Regions from separate parts of the Mus musculus genome. Here all the other regions are linked to region 3. A link is a contact called in public HiCAR-type and promoter capture Hi-C data. All regions are on one chromosome and are shown on one strand. Each heading gives the region's core, a stretch centred on a gene start, on an enhancer-like site or on the middle of the called end of the contact. The rest is flanking DNA. Distances are from core to core; before and after follow the strand shown.

Region 1 (5,155 bases), core at 1,643-4,142, 2.8 Mb after region 3:
TCTAGGTAACACCAGAAATTAAGCTCAGATGAAGAGTACCTGCCCATCAATTAAGGAAGAACCTGCTTTGAAAAGCCAGGACTGCCCCTCAACAGCTGTGTGCACTTGAATGTGTTATTCTTTCTGGGTTTATAGAGAGGATTAAATGAAATAAAACATTTGAAACATTAAGTGTGGTGCTGTACTTTGACAGCTTCCCATCAATCACTGTGACAAAGCACTGGAGATAATTAACATATAAAGGAAAGGAGTCTATCTTTGCTCACAGATTTGGAGACTCCAGTCACAATGTGTTGGTCCAGATTAGGTAGATTCTGTCCCATCCATGCAAATGAACAAACAAGAAAGTTGTAGGCAAGGGTCCTTTCGCATCGCCATCACGATGAGAAGAGGCAGTAAAAGATCCTGACAGAGAGTAAAAAATTATTTAAGCCCCTAGATCTGTGTCCAAAATAGCCCCATTGTTCCAGGATGCCAGGTGTTTGCAGTTTTTGCCTTTCTATAGCCCAATGCCAGGTGTTTGTGGTTTTTGCCTTTCTATAGACCAATGCCAGGTGTTTGTGGTTTTTGTGTCTTTATAAACCCCTTACCCCTTGAGCTCATTGTCAACTCTTCTATCCCTGGGAGGGATACCAGTTGTCCCCAGTGCACTGATCTTGTTTGTCTGTGTTTCCTCTTTTGTTTTCCTGACCCCTTGAGCTCGTGGTCAACTCCTCTACCCCTGCATGGGATACAAGTCGTCCCCAGTGCACTGGTCTTTCCCAAATAAACCTCTTGCAGTTTGCATCAAGACTGTTTCTCGTGAGTGATTTGGGGTGTGGCCTATCCTGAGTTAGAACGTGGGGGAGTCCTCACGTTGTGGGTCTTTCAGCAGCAGAGCAAAGTCGTCCTTTTCTTTTAATAGGGTCTTTCTATGTATCCCTGGCTGGTCTGGAACTTCTTATGTACACAAGGCTGCTCTGCAACACACCCACATGCACCACCACACCTGGCATCCATTCTGGCCTTGAACAGAGCAAGGACAGGAAGAGGAAGAGGCTGTGGTCTCACAGTCCCTCTTGAATTAGCCAAAGCTGGATTTATAGGCCACACCTCTCAGTGACTTTGAACCACTAGGCCTCATGGTTCAAAAATTCTGCCAGCTCTGAACAGTATCACCTGATGGGCTCTCAGTGACCCAAAAAGATATAGCAAGGGCATATAGGAAGCATCCAATATGTTAGCAGCTATAGTCACTATTATTATATGTGACAGGAAAGGAGAAGTATAAGTCCTTCTTGTAAGTGCCTACAAGTGGGCACAGTATTTGCCCACTTGTAAGGGGCCTTCCCAGACTCTGAAACTAGGCTTCTAAGGAACTGGACAGAAACAGAGCAGTTGTCCTCAACCAAGCCTAGCATCAGATCTCATGCTGCCCCAGACTTTCAGAGATAAAGTCTCTAATGGGAGAGACTGGGCAGCTTTAACCGTTCGTATGTAATGCTTTAAAAACTACTAGAATCAATGATAACAGCAATTAAAACGCATATTATGTGTGCCAGACACTATGCTAACTCCATCACACTCATAACTTTTAAAAGATTGAAACTGGGTCTTGTTACCTAGGTTAGATTTGAATTTATCCTCTTGTATCAGCTTTTCAAGTGGTCAAGAGGGATGTACAACACACACACACACACACACACACACACACACACACACGCACCTCTTCATTCAAAAATCCTGTGAGGTACTGTTTCCATAGTTAATAATTGAGGGGAACGAGGTAACGAGAGGCTATATGGCAAACACCAAGTTCACACAAATAAGAAGTGCTTTACGACCTGAACGCAGGTCTGAGCTAATAAATGCATTTAACTGCTGCAAAAACTAATGCTTTCATTTACCCGTCCCTCGGACAGGCATTTATTATACATGACCAGGTAATACACTGAGAGCTGGGGAATATCAAATGAGTATAGATAACAATCTCCACCCTCAAGATGCCCATGCCCTTAAAGTGCTCAGAAAAAGGCTAGAGGCTAAAGAACTGGCTTCATTTTAAAAGATGATGCCATATGTCTTAGGTCTCCCTTTGAGAGGCTGAAAACGTTGGCTACTTCCCACTACTCTTCCCTCAATAGCCATTTACTCTGTCCGTAGACCCTGGCACATCGTCCTCCCAGGCCTGCTTGCAGGCTGCTAAGGATCCCAGCAAGTCCGGGGCAGCCTTGGAGCCCGTGTTAATAAGCTTTGAGAGAGGGCCTCTGTACTCTGCTCTCTAGATTGGCTCAGTTCATTCAATCATTTAGCCAGCCCAGCGCGTCCACTGGGGGCGGGCAAATCAGATCTTGGGAAGGGCGTGTGCTTCGAAGCTGGTGAGATGTTTCTCTTCCAGAATTGGGCATGTCACTTAACCCTGAAATAACTATTTCGAAATTTCTCAGAAAGAAGCGGGGAAAATATTGAGGCTTGCTTTTTAGAATCGTGGTCTGTTAGTGCGGACCAAATCCTTAGAAGCAGTGCAAGTGTATCTGGAGTGGTAAACAGCTCCAGGATCCAAGCCAGGCAGATGGGCTCCCGGCTCCATTTGCGACCTCTCACTGCCTCCTAGAGTCGGAACTGAGTATTCTTCCAAGTAGGGAAAACAAAACAAAACCAAAAAAAAAAAAACCCAAAACCTTACTAAAGTCCAACAGATCATCACCTTGCAAGAAGGCGAGTGATCCTCCCAGGAGGGCCGTCTTGTGGGGCGCCGCCCTCGGCTCTGGGCTGGGACAGAGAGCAGCCTTTCTGTCTTCTCTCACTGCAAGAGTGTTAAGCGGGGAAAGTGGGAAACCCGGACCTTTCTTCAGGTTGCACAGGGAAGGCAGCCGCGGAACCTTTCTTCTCTCTCCCTTGAGCTTCCACTCGGGCCTCTTTGGTAACGGAAACAGTAGAGTAGGAGACTTTAAAATGGAGACCTCGGGTCCTGGGCCCGGGGAGTCCTCTGAATTAGAAGCTCCAGGGTCTCCGGACGATCGGTTGTTTCTGGTTAAAGGTATGCTTGCTCTGAGCTGGGATGTGATGTTCCGGAACACATTCTTTTCTGAGAGCCCTTATTCTGAACTCAGCCAGTGGGGCCCATATGTCACTCACCAGGTGAAGTCTCCTTGGGCAGGGGCGGGTAAATCCTGCCATCTACTCTCCAGTCCATACTGTATTTACCCATCCTTATCTATAGTTTTTCTTGTGCCCTGCCCTTTTCTGATTGCCACGATCTCTTCTTCCCGTGGAAAAACTTCGCGCTGCTGTCCTTGAGGACAGAGAGAAGGGAAAAAAACCCATTCTCAGCCCTGAAGAACTGAGCTTCAGAGCGTACCCTTGAACCAGAAACCCGAGGTCGTGAGATCACGCAGGTTTCTCAGACCCACTTCACAAGAGCCGCCTAGCCATGATGTTTCGAGTTTTGAATGTAATCCTGAAAGTTTCTGATACTTCGTTGTGCAATTCTCTTTAATTTAAGTTTTATTTTTAATCCCTTCTCTCAATTCTTGGCAGGTGGAATTTTCCTTGGTTCTGCAGCCGCAGCGGGAATGCTAGCTGGATTTGTTACAACATTATCATTAGCTAAAAAGAAAAGCCCTGAGTGGTTCAATAAGGTTTGTGACTCTGAAATCCATTCATAGCATTGCTATTGTTTTTAACAAAGGACAGCTTTTTGCATAGGAAAAAATAGTGACCTTCATTCACATGGTTTTGAAAATACACCCACAAACCCTCATGGGTTTAAGAAGTATACTAGTTGTCAGTCTTGATTTTTTTTTCCGTGTGCTTCCTTAAAAATTAACAGAATGAGGCTTTGAAGAATAACTGAGCAAAACTTTGGAAACATTGTTTTCCCTACAGCATGAATAAGTAATTTAGTATTGATAATAAGAGACCTTGCTTTGAAAGAAAAGCAATATCACTTAAACTATTGGTGCTGGTTGCAAGAAGTATATTTATTTCATAGATGTTAAAATTTTAACATTTTTTTAGAATGAGTGAAAACTTTGTTTTTGTGTTTTAATGCAAGGGCCGCAGTCGCTATAAAGTGCCTGGCACACAGTAGGTGCTCATAAAGTGTTGGGTGACTAACTATATCCACTAGAGACAGAAGATCATTATTCTGTTAGCAGGATTGTACATTTGCTGTTTGTCGTGTGCCTGCTTTCCCTGGTTGGTGGGGAATTTCTTGATGTGTATTGTAGTTGCTTATAATGTCTTGTCTTTTCCCCTCCCACCCATATTGCTGACTTACTGTTCGCCTCAGTAAGTGTTTACTTGGGATCCTTTATGTTTCAGGCACTCTATGATTAAGGTGGATAGGGTACAAAAATAAACATGTCTTTCCCTCGGGAATTTAAATGTCTGCTGTGAGAGACACAATTAGATATTCACACCAATAACTATGCAATTAGCTTGATGTGTGCTACAGACAAATGTTATGTGAAAAACCATAAACCAATTGAATTCCCTTCCACTTATCTGTAATAGTCATACTTAAGCTTTGAATACTATAATGACAGGAGACTAAAATGTATCTAAAATGCTTTCCAATTCCCTCTCAATACTCTAAAGGGTTATGGAGCTACTAAGATCACTTCTGTGGCTCCTCTGATGGGCCATTTTCTCCCTCTACCATGTAATACTTTTAGAGAAGAAATTACTTTGTGGCAGATGTCGTTAAGACCTAACCAGTGTTGGTGCTTTACAGCCAAGCTGTGTTTGGTTTCGAAACCACAGGTTTAATCTGTTTAAGAATCTGATAATGAGAAAAACCCAGGGATTGTCTTGTTTCCACATACTAACAGCTTGGTTCTTTGTTTTGTTCTGGGGCTGGATCATAAGACATGCCACTTGTGCTCTAACACACTTGTACACTGTGGTCCAAAAACTCCTGATGGTCCTTGAGACAACTCATTCCCTGTTCATGTTTAGAGATGCACACTGATGGCATAGAGCAGTGGCATACTCATGGTGGTGGTCACATAAACAGTCCTTGCAGTCTCTGTGTACTGTGTTGTGGGACGCAGCAGTAGTTTTTAAAATAATTAAAAGGAACCAGCATTAGGCAAGTGTCATTGTTGAAGCGGTAAAATTATGAACTATTCAATAATGACACCTGGCAACACCTGACTTGTAAAGTCATGGG
Region 2 (4,647 bases), core at 313-2,812, 2.0 Mb before region 3:
TGTTCATCATTTGCTCTAAAAAACGTAGTTTAATGGACAACTAGAAAACCAAAACCCAAACCAACCCAAACTGTAGTCTTTAAATAAAATAATCAGAAGCTACTGGCCAGGAAAAGAGTAAAATTGCTTTAAATACCGTTGGTACCACACAAACTTCGAAAATGCTCTTTAGAAATCGCGTAAATCAAAGTTTAAAACAACAACAACAAAAAAAGCAATCCAACTAGCCTGCTTACGTACACATTTAAAATACAGTGAGATGATTCCCAGAAAATTATAGCCAGGGCCAACTCTCAAAATGGTTAATTTGACAATCTTGTCTACATTTTAATGGAGCATGTTATAGAGAACTTGCAACAAAACAGGGATGATGCAGATTTAATGACCGACAGCTTCTATAAATCGCAGGACTTCATTGCTGCAATTCGGAACATTGTTTCCGAAACAAATGTAACCGGCAGAACTTCCTCTACACGCCATAGAAAGCCCCTGTCCTGGCCCTCTGCCTGTCATTTATTTATTTATTTTTGTCAAGTAGGTAAAAATAGGCGTTGGCCACTTCGTTTTTTCCCCGAATATGTACTCCTCACACAGGCTCCCTTGTGCGGGGGCCGCACCGCTGAGGAGCCAGCGCCTCCGCCACCAGGGACTGGAACCTGCGGTGAGGATTAACGGAACCGCGCGTCACGCCGCATGGAACAGAGCCCGCCCGCACGCCCGTGGGTGCGCACGCGTGTGCCGTCTCCGCCCACGGTCCGGGGCCGCCTCGCAGCCCACGGCAACGCGAGGCCCGTCACGCGTGGCGCTGGCTCCAGGGGAAACCTCACTGGAGTCCCTACCGCCGGAGACACTTGCGGTGTGGGCGCCCACGCCAACTCAGTCCGCCGCCACCTCGCACCCCAAGCGATCCGACGGCCGGGTTTCCCGCCCCGCGAGGTGGGCGCCGCGCCAGAACGGTTCGGTCCCGCTCCTCCGTCCGCAGGCCATCTTCGTCCCGCTCCACCCCCACGCAGGCGCGCTCCAGGCCCGCTTCCCCCCCACCCCCCGCCCCCACGGCGCGCTCTCCGCCAGGTGGGGCGGAGCGACCCTCGGAAGGGGCGTGGTCACAGTCCTCGACGCGCGCACGCGCTCTCAGCCTCTCGGCTACGTGTCTGGACACGTGACGCCCACCCGAGAGTCCCCAGTGAAGCAACAGGACGTTTAAAAAAAAAAAATTTTTTTTTTTTTGAGGGGGTAGCGAGGAAGGTGGACGAAGAGGTTTAAGAAAAAAAAAAAAAACCCAAACTATAGTAACGCGCGCGGACGCGAGGCCCGGGCGGCGGCGAGCGCAGCGCGTCGCGGAGAGTCCCGCCGGGATTCCTCTCAGCCGCCGCACCCGACCGCGCCCGCCGCCTCAGCAACAGCGCGCCGACGAGCCAGCGCCGCCGCCCGCGTCCCCCTCAGCCGCGACCCCGGCCCCGCGCGGGCGGCCACCGGCGCGCGTCCTCCCCGCCGCGGCCCGGCCCTGCGCCGGCCGTCCCGCCCGAGCGGCCAGGGGCGGCGGCGCCGCCTGAACTGAGGCGAACTCCGCCGCCAAGTGAGTGAGGAGGAGGAGAGCCGCGGAGGAAGAGGAGGAGCGCAGTCGGAGCGCGGCGGCGGCGGCGGCGGCGGTAACGCGGAGCGCCGCGGCGGACAGCACCGCAGACTCGCGAGCTCCGGCGCAGGCGGCGCGACCGGCCGACGAGCGGCCCCCCGGCTCCTCGCGGCGCAGCGGCCCCGCGCCGCGCTCGGCCCGAGACCCGCCTCTGCCGCCGGCCTCGCGAGGGGAGCCGCGCCGGGCGGCCGAGGAGCGGCGGCCGCGGCGCGTCGGGCCGGGCGAAAGTGCCTGCGGGGGGCGGGCGGGCGCGCGGAGCCGGCCGCCCCGGGGCTCGGCGCGGGAGCCGGAGCGGGAGCCGGCGCGGAGCGGGACGCCGCGTCCCGAGCGGCCGGCGGCCGGAGCTCGCCCCCGCCCCTCCCTCCTCTCCTCCGGCGGCGGCGGCGGCGGGCGGAGTGAGCTGCGGAGCCTGGAATATGGTCGGGGAAATGGAAACGAAGGAGAAGCCGAAGCCCACCCCAGATTATTTGATGCAGCTGATGAACGACAAGAAGCTCATGAGCAGCCTGCCCAACTTCTGCGGGATCTTCAACCACCTCGAGCGGCTGCTGGACGAAGGTGAGGCGCCCGGCCCCGGCGCGGCGGCCCGGGATGGCGGGGCGGCGGGAAGGTCAGGCGGGCGGGCGGGCGGGCGCACAAAGGCGGCGCGGGCGGCTCGCGGCCCGGCCGGGGCCGGGCCAGGCCCGAGGGCGGACCCGGGAGCGCGCGGGGCTGCGGGGCTGCGGCCGGCTCCCGACGGCGCGGCGGCTAGGCTCCCCGCCATCCCGGCCATCTCGGCCGGCCCGGCGGGGCCACGCGATTCCCCGAGCTCCGCCTCGCCTGGCCCGCGGAGCCCCGGCTTAGCGGGCTCTTTTCGGTAGAGTTGCGTGGCCCGCAGTACCCGATCGGACCCCGAGATGTCCAGGAATCACGTAGGGTACCGAAGAAAAGTAGTGCTTATGTGGCCGAAGGCGAGGACGAAATGACAGAGTAGAACACTTTTTGTCCTTTTGTTTGGGGAAGCGAGAACTGTTTGGGAGTTTAACTTCACTTTTTTTTTTTTCTTTAGTCTGTGGTGGTGGTGGTGGGGGAGGAGTACGAAATACCGCGAGGACAGACCTGAACGGAATCCGAGTTTGGAAGAACTGGGGCGGAGGGTTCGCTCCCGGCGTAGCCGCCTGCGTTTGCAGGGCGGGGAGCTGGAAGTTTGAAAGGACGGGGATAAAATAGAGCAGAAGTTTGCACAAGCCGAGTTAGGAGCGCTGTGGGGAGCGAAGACTGACTGGAGATTAATGCTGGTCAGCTCTGGAATTCCTTTAGGAACTACTCATAGCAGCGACCTGGAGTGTTAGTTCCCAGTAGCTGTAGGTTTCTGTGGACGCCCGGGGCGGGGTTGGGGGGTGGGATAGGACCAACAAGTCTGTTTTAAATCGAGTAGCGAGTAGTTTCTGTCTTCTCTTTTAAAGTCTCTGAGTGGACTGTTTAAAGGAAGCGGAAAACTATGTTGTACAGATGAACATGGATTTTAGGATCTTGAGAAGAATGTCGAAAAATTTTAGAGATAGCTGGGGATATCTGCTGGCATGTCAGGGAAGAACAAAAGACTCCCGAGCTAAAAGATGATTAAAGAGTCATCCTCAGAGCTTCCGTTGGATGGGGAGCTTTGGGCAGTATTTAAAACAGAAAACATTCAGCTATTACACATGAACATGCAACAGCAACACATCGAAAGAGGCATTTTTTATTGTTGGGTTGGTATATTTGTTAGTGTTAAATTGCCCTGGAGAAAAAACTTGAACTGCCCCTTTAAGGGTTTTTGCCTTTCCTATTTGTGTTGGCATTTGAAAAATTGTGGAGGCAGAAAACTTTCTGGAATGTCCAAAAAAAAAAAAAGAAAGCTGGAGCTCTTAAATTGAGTATTTCCAAAAGTGAGCGCTAAGGGGCGCCAGTTATTTTTTTTTAACCTTGGAAATGTTTGGAACAAAATAGTATGCTTAATAATCTGACCTATATTAGGTGCAGTTGAAACTTAAATTTTTAGATGACTTCATTTGTCACTATTCACAAATGTGATTAGGGCGGAAACACCTCATACATTGATATTTCTTCCTTGGCATTGGTTTTTATGATATTAGTAGCATATTTATGAGGAAAAATTTAGTTTTTAAAAGTTCAATCAAGAGGGAATTTCTTACACAACAAACTAGACAGCATATACAATGAACTAAAAAGCATTCTTAAAATGCTTCGTATACCTAAGTGACTTAGTGGACTTATAAAAAGTTTGGATATGTTATAAGGAAAACTAGTAGGCGTTTCTTAGATTAATTGTAAAGGCTGTTCAAGTGTTCTCTTTCAGCTTGATCAGAAATAACTGCCTTATTTTGAGGTTGGCATAAGTCTTTCAACTAGAGGAATTTCAATCTTTGCACAGGCTTATTTCTCTTGGTTAGAAATAGTGACCCTTTGGGTTTCAAATGTAGAAGACAGCTAGTTCAGGATTACAATATTCAAAGTAATGTTTGGTGTCTCCTTGTCATGTTTTCTCCATCTTCACCTTAGTCTGTTTGTTCTTGGGTGTCTGAGCATTAGGCTAGAGTAAAGATAGCTCGGATTTAATAGGAGACAGGAGATTGACTGGGGATTGTGATTGTTTTCATCACTTGCAGGAAATGGGCTGGTCCTTAGTGTGCTATAAGCTTTTAACTGTACTTGTTAGTCTTACTGTAAATTTAATTTGACTTGAAAATTCTGGCTTTTTAAGTGCACCATCATAATTTTCTTGGTAGATGACTTAATTGTGAAAATTGGCAACTTGTCCTTAACCCCTTGTGCCCTCTCATTGTCTAAAACAAATTAATTATGACTTCTGTTTATGGTTAGGGATTACATTTTCCTTTGACTGTAATACTTGGCAGAAAAATTACTTTTAAATTCAGATAAAACTAAGTTTCACTTTAGGGATTAAACTGTTCAGTGATAGTAAGATACTCTACTCTCTGATAATTAGAAACTTTGAATGGGACTATTTAGCA
Region 3 (4,487 bases), core at 470-2,969:
AAAAAAGAATCGAGGGCTGAGGGTATAACTTTGTAGGCCTTTTAAGGCACAGGACCTGAGTTTGAGACTCAATATTAAACAAAAAAGAACGGGGGTGGGGGAGGGACTGAGGGACTGTTAAGAAAACAGACCTAGAAATATAGAAAGTTCTTGATCTGAGTCTTATCAAAAATCAAGTGCAGCAGCACGGTGCACTGGGGGTTGAGCCCAGGCATGAAGGCGGGTCCCAGGGAAACAGAAGCGCCTCGCAAAGGAAAAGACATTAATCAAGATGGTGAAGACGGATGAGTAAGACAGTTGTAGAAACTCAAGGCACTAAGTATTTACTATTAACTACAATACTACTGTAGACTGGCTGGCCTTGAACTCAAGAGATCCTCCAGCTTGTCTCCCTTGTGCTGGGATTAAAGGCGAATGCCACCACTGGCAGGCTCGGTATTGACCACTGAGAAGAAAATTAAAAAGCAGCCCTCCACTTATCTAACTTTAAAATCACAAGAAAATAAAACTATGCTTGGAAATATTGTAATCGGTTTCTAAATTTTGTGAGATCCTTAAAATAGAATCAGGCACCAGGAAATTATAACTGAAAATGAATTCTGGAAAGTGCTTCTTCAACCTCTCAATGTCAAGCCCTCGGGACACACACCTTGCAAGTAAATGCCTCTTCTCAGACGCACTGCGTGGCTGCGACACATGATTGTCCGGTCCCCCTCCCCCAAGCACCGTCAAATGGAAAACAAACAAACAAAAAAACAAACAAAAAACCAAAAAAAAAAAAAAACCCCGCCCTCTGTGCTGCAAATTCTAGCTCCCATTACCCGGATCCCGGCACATTCCAGCACCGCTCCCGCCAAGTCCCGGGCCGGGAGACGAGGAGGGGGATGGTAGCACCCAGTGTCCCCACGTCAACCCACGCAAGGGCATCCTGACTGCCTGCCCAGGAGCGGTGTTCGTCCGGTCGGTCACGAGCCGGAGCGGCGTCCCTGCAGTCACACCGCGTCTTTCAGTCAAGGACTGGAGCTCTGTTCCCTGTCACCAGCCATTCCCTGGGTCGTCCTGCCCGGGAGCGCTGTCCGCTCGGTCACTTGTCGTCCTCTCAGTCACGGGTGGGAGCGCTGTCCCCTCGGGCATGGGTGGGAGAGGCGTCCCCTCCGGCACAGGTTGGGGCGGGGTCCCCAGTCACACCATGTCTTTCAGTTCGCGGGGCTGGAGCTGTTCCCTGTCACCTGCCATTCCCTAGGTCGCCTTAACCAAGAGCGCTGTACCCTCAGTAACCTGCGGTCCCTTAGGTCACGGGTGGGAGCTACGTCCCCTGAGTCCTGCTGTCCCTTCAGGCACGGGTGTGAGCGCTGTCCCTTCTGCCCTCCTAGTCACAGGTAGGAGCGCCATCCCCTCGGTCACTTGCTGTACCCTCGGGAGCGCCGTCCCCTCGGGCACCGGTAGGAGCGCGTTCCACCCGTGCGCCGCTCTCCTACCTTGGCACGGCGCCGCAGGGTTTTCCCGCAGCGGGCGGCTCCCCCACGGCCTACCATGACGCTCACCTCATGAGATAGTCCCGGAAGTCCTTGCTCCGGACATAGTCCGCCGCTTTGCGCACCAGCGCTCCAGCCATGGCCGTGCCGTTGGCGGTGAAGCCGCTACCTAGACAGATGACACCGCTGTGGACTCGGCTGAGGCCCTCGGCGCTCTCACCCCAGCGCCCGCCTCACGACACTCGGAGAAGCCTTACGACCGCTCGGCGCTCCACCAATGAGAACGCGCTAGACCGCAGAGCGCGTCCGGGATTGGCTGCCGCGGTCGACACACCCCCCGCCTGCCCTCGGGGCGGTGCGCGCCGCGGGGCTGCCGTCGTAAAAGGGCCCGGCGGCCCGGACGACTGGCGGTTGCTAGGGGCTGCGAGGGTGACACTCCTCTGCCCGGGGGTCCTGGGCAGGCTTCCGGGGTCTCAGCGGGGCGTGGTGGGCAGGTCGGGCTCCTGTCACCCCTCGCCTGTCCCTTTGCCCCGCGGGCGGCTGCACAGAGACGGTGAGATCCTGCAAACCGGCGGCGACCGGCTTGGGATGGAGTCACCGAGTGCAGAGGAGGGAGGCAGTTAAAAATAGCTAAGAGCCTCAGTCTCCAGAAGTGTGGCTGCCCACGTGTGGAAAGCACAGGTTACATAAGTGCCCGGAGCGTGCATACTGCAGCTTTAGCCTGTACACCCGCAGAGGCTCAGAGCCACACCCCAGACATGGCGGGGGGGGGGGGGGCAGAATGCAGAGAGAGTTGAGCCGGAGGTAATGAGAAGGGCCTGGCTACATTTCCTGTCACCACTACCACTCTTGAGGAGAGGAAAGGTGACAGAATCCCTTCCGCCGTAAACCGGATCGCGTGAAGAACACAACTGCCTTCAGGCTGCTCGCAGCCACACCCGAGTAGGCCACACCGCGCTAAGGGTCGCTAAGGCCCGTCCCCTGAGTTCGTGCCAGTGTCAGTCTTTGTTTACCAAAAGGAGGCTGAAGACGACCTTCCCCTTATAGGGAAGGGTCTGCAGGGCCCGGACTGCAGCGCTCTTGCCAGGTTTGCTCCGGAAGCCCTGGCTGTGTTCCATCTCCAGCACTGCCGTAAACCAGGCTGGGTGGTGGGAAGTTCAAGGTCACCACTGAGTCCTCGGGGTGGGGCTTGGGGCGAAAGTTATTAAACGAATGGTAATCTTCTGTGGTTTTCCCCTTCTATGCATAGTAAATATGTGCAGCTTTTCTCAGATTTAATTTTTGCCGGTTTATTCTAACAATCTTCCGAGAATAGAGGGGACTCTCTTCCTTACCAAAACCGAACCTGAAGCGGGCCTTGGTGGCAAATGAGTTTGATCCCAGCACCGAAGATGCAGAGGCAGAGGCAGAGGCAGGAGGATTTGAGTTCAAGGCCAGCCGTGTCTATATAGCTAGTTCTGTAGCCCTGGCTACTCAGAGAAACCCTGTCTCAAACAAAATTTAAAAAACGAAAAACAAAAAACAAGGCCAGGCAAAAAAAACAAAACAAAAAAAAAAAAAAACACACAAACAGCAACAACAACAAAAGCACAATTTGGGGATTATACCTCAAATCAAGGAAAGTTGAGTAATTTAGAATGCCACTGGGGAATATGAAGTCTGGAATGCACTGGCAGAAATGAATATAGGAAGTTAAACCAAACACTCAAGGGAATGCATAAGTATTAAGAATGGACATTCCCTTTGGCCAGCAATTCCTTTCTAGAGCTGTCCCTGGAAAGGCTAGTTTGTGGAGCTTATTTTAATATGGAAACAATCCTCAAGGCGTTCCAGCGTGTGTCATAGTGTGTAACTTAGCAGGTGAGAGAGAAAAGAGGACCCATTCAAGGCTGGCCTGCGCTACATGACATCCTGTCTTAAATAACTGCAAATTAGTAATAAACCAGGCCTGGTAGTGTACACTTTTATCCTAACAAGTGGGAGGCAGAGGTAGGCAGACCTCCTATGAGTTCTGAGACCAGTCTGGTTTAGATAGCGACTAGGCAAGAAAACAAGTTATTTATGTTCTAGTGCTAAGTAATTATAGTATTTATCTGCAGGAAAAAATGTGTGGACTATTGTATAAAGTATGTTACTCATTTGTGCTCAGCGATGTTTTTGTGTGCAAAGATATTGGGACAACACTGACAGTGGCTACCCCTAAGTGTAACGGAAGGGACATGAGATGGAGGAAAGTAATTTTTTTTTTTACTGTGTAGCCCTGGCTGGCCTGGAACTTGTGACATCTTCTGTTAAAAGGATGTTTTATTGTAATCTGGGCATGGTGGTGAACCCCTCTAATCCCAGAACTCAGGAAGCAGATCTCTGAGCTTGAGGCCAGCCTGGTCTACCTAGTGCATTCTAGGACAGCTAGAGCTTCATAGTGAGACTCTATCAGTCAATCGATCAATCAGTGTTTCATTATATGGATAGAATAATGCTTCTGAGTGGTCTCTAGATCTAGAAACATTTGAGAGACTAAGGTGCAAGGATGGAAGTCAGTTCACACTGGGTCAGACACAGCGGGGAAAGTCTAGGAAGCTTATGTCTGAGTCATGATACCCACTGCGACCAAAAGAAAGTTCTGCAGTAGCCTGTGCCTACATGTGTCAATACCCCGGTTAAAGCATGAGTGAAGGTACCAATTGTGGGTGGAAAGAGATGTTCCCAGAGCCATGTGGGCTATTGACCCTAGGAGGTCCTAGATATTTCAAAACTGAGAAAGGCTATTGCCACTGCTGCTGGGTGCTTGCCAAAGTTAGATACTAACGCCCAGTTGCTGAAGATGCCATGCACTTTGGTTGTAAGACTTGGAGACATAAAGCTGGAACTGAACTAGACGTGTTCCCTGTCTGCTGACTAGCGTTTAGAGTGCTGGAAGGTGTCTGAAGACTGCTGGGGAGCGTTGTGGTCCAAAGTTCTACTCAGCTGTGGACCCTGCATGCTACACGATGAAAGTGCCAGGCAAGATAG

The links. Promoter capture Hi-C pulls out the DNA fragments that hold promoters and counts their contacts. HiCAR-type assays count read pairs that join an accessible place to other places.
Region 1: a HiCAR-type map of astrocytes shows a contact between it and region 3, with 3 times the contacts expected there. The contact joins the promoter of Tmem242 here to the promoter of Mpc1 in region 3. A contact is called at or near these places in 1 of 39 promoter capture datasets (the 3T3-L1 cell line) and 1 of 115 datasets of contacts at active chromatin or transcription factors (astrocytes).
Region 2: a contact with region 3 is called in a promoter capture Hi-C map of pre-B cells, with 3 times the contacts expected there. The contact joins the promoter of Qk here to the promoter of Mpc1 in region 3. A contact is called at or near these places in 2 of 39 promoter capture datasets (cranial neural crest and pre-B cells).

What each region holds. Positions count from the first base shown.
Region 1 is chr17:5,437,997-5,443,151 of GRCm38.p6, reverse strand. It overlaps Tmem242 (transmembrane protein 242), which reads left to right and starts at 2,892. Exons shown (of 4, transcript NM_027457.4): 1 at 2,892-3,019; 2 at 3,520-3,620. The coding sequence starts at 2,935.
Region 2 is chr17:10,316,276-10,320,922 of GRCm38.p6, reverse strand. Qk (quaking) reads left to right here and starts at 1,562. Exons shown (of 8, transcript NM_001159517.1): 1 at 1,562-2,191. The coding sequence starts at 2,050. It overlaps Gm46608, which reads left to right. Exons shown (of 1, transcript XM_017317774.2): 1 at 1-1,272. The coding sequence starts at 578. The coding sequence ends at 1,204. Cahm (colon adenocarcinoma hypermethylated RNA) reads right to left here and starts at 1,004. Exons shown (of 1, transcript NR_037588.1): 1 at 1-1,004.
Region 3 is chr17:8,281,019-8,285,505 of GRCm38.p6, reverse strand. It overlaps Mpc1 (mitochondrial pyruvate carrier 1), which reads right to left and starts at 1,719. Exons shown (of 5, transcript NM_018819.5): 1 at 1,545-1,719. The coding sequence starts at 1,615.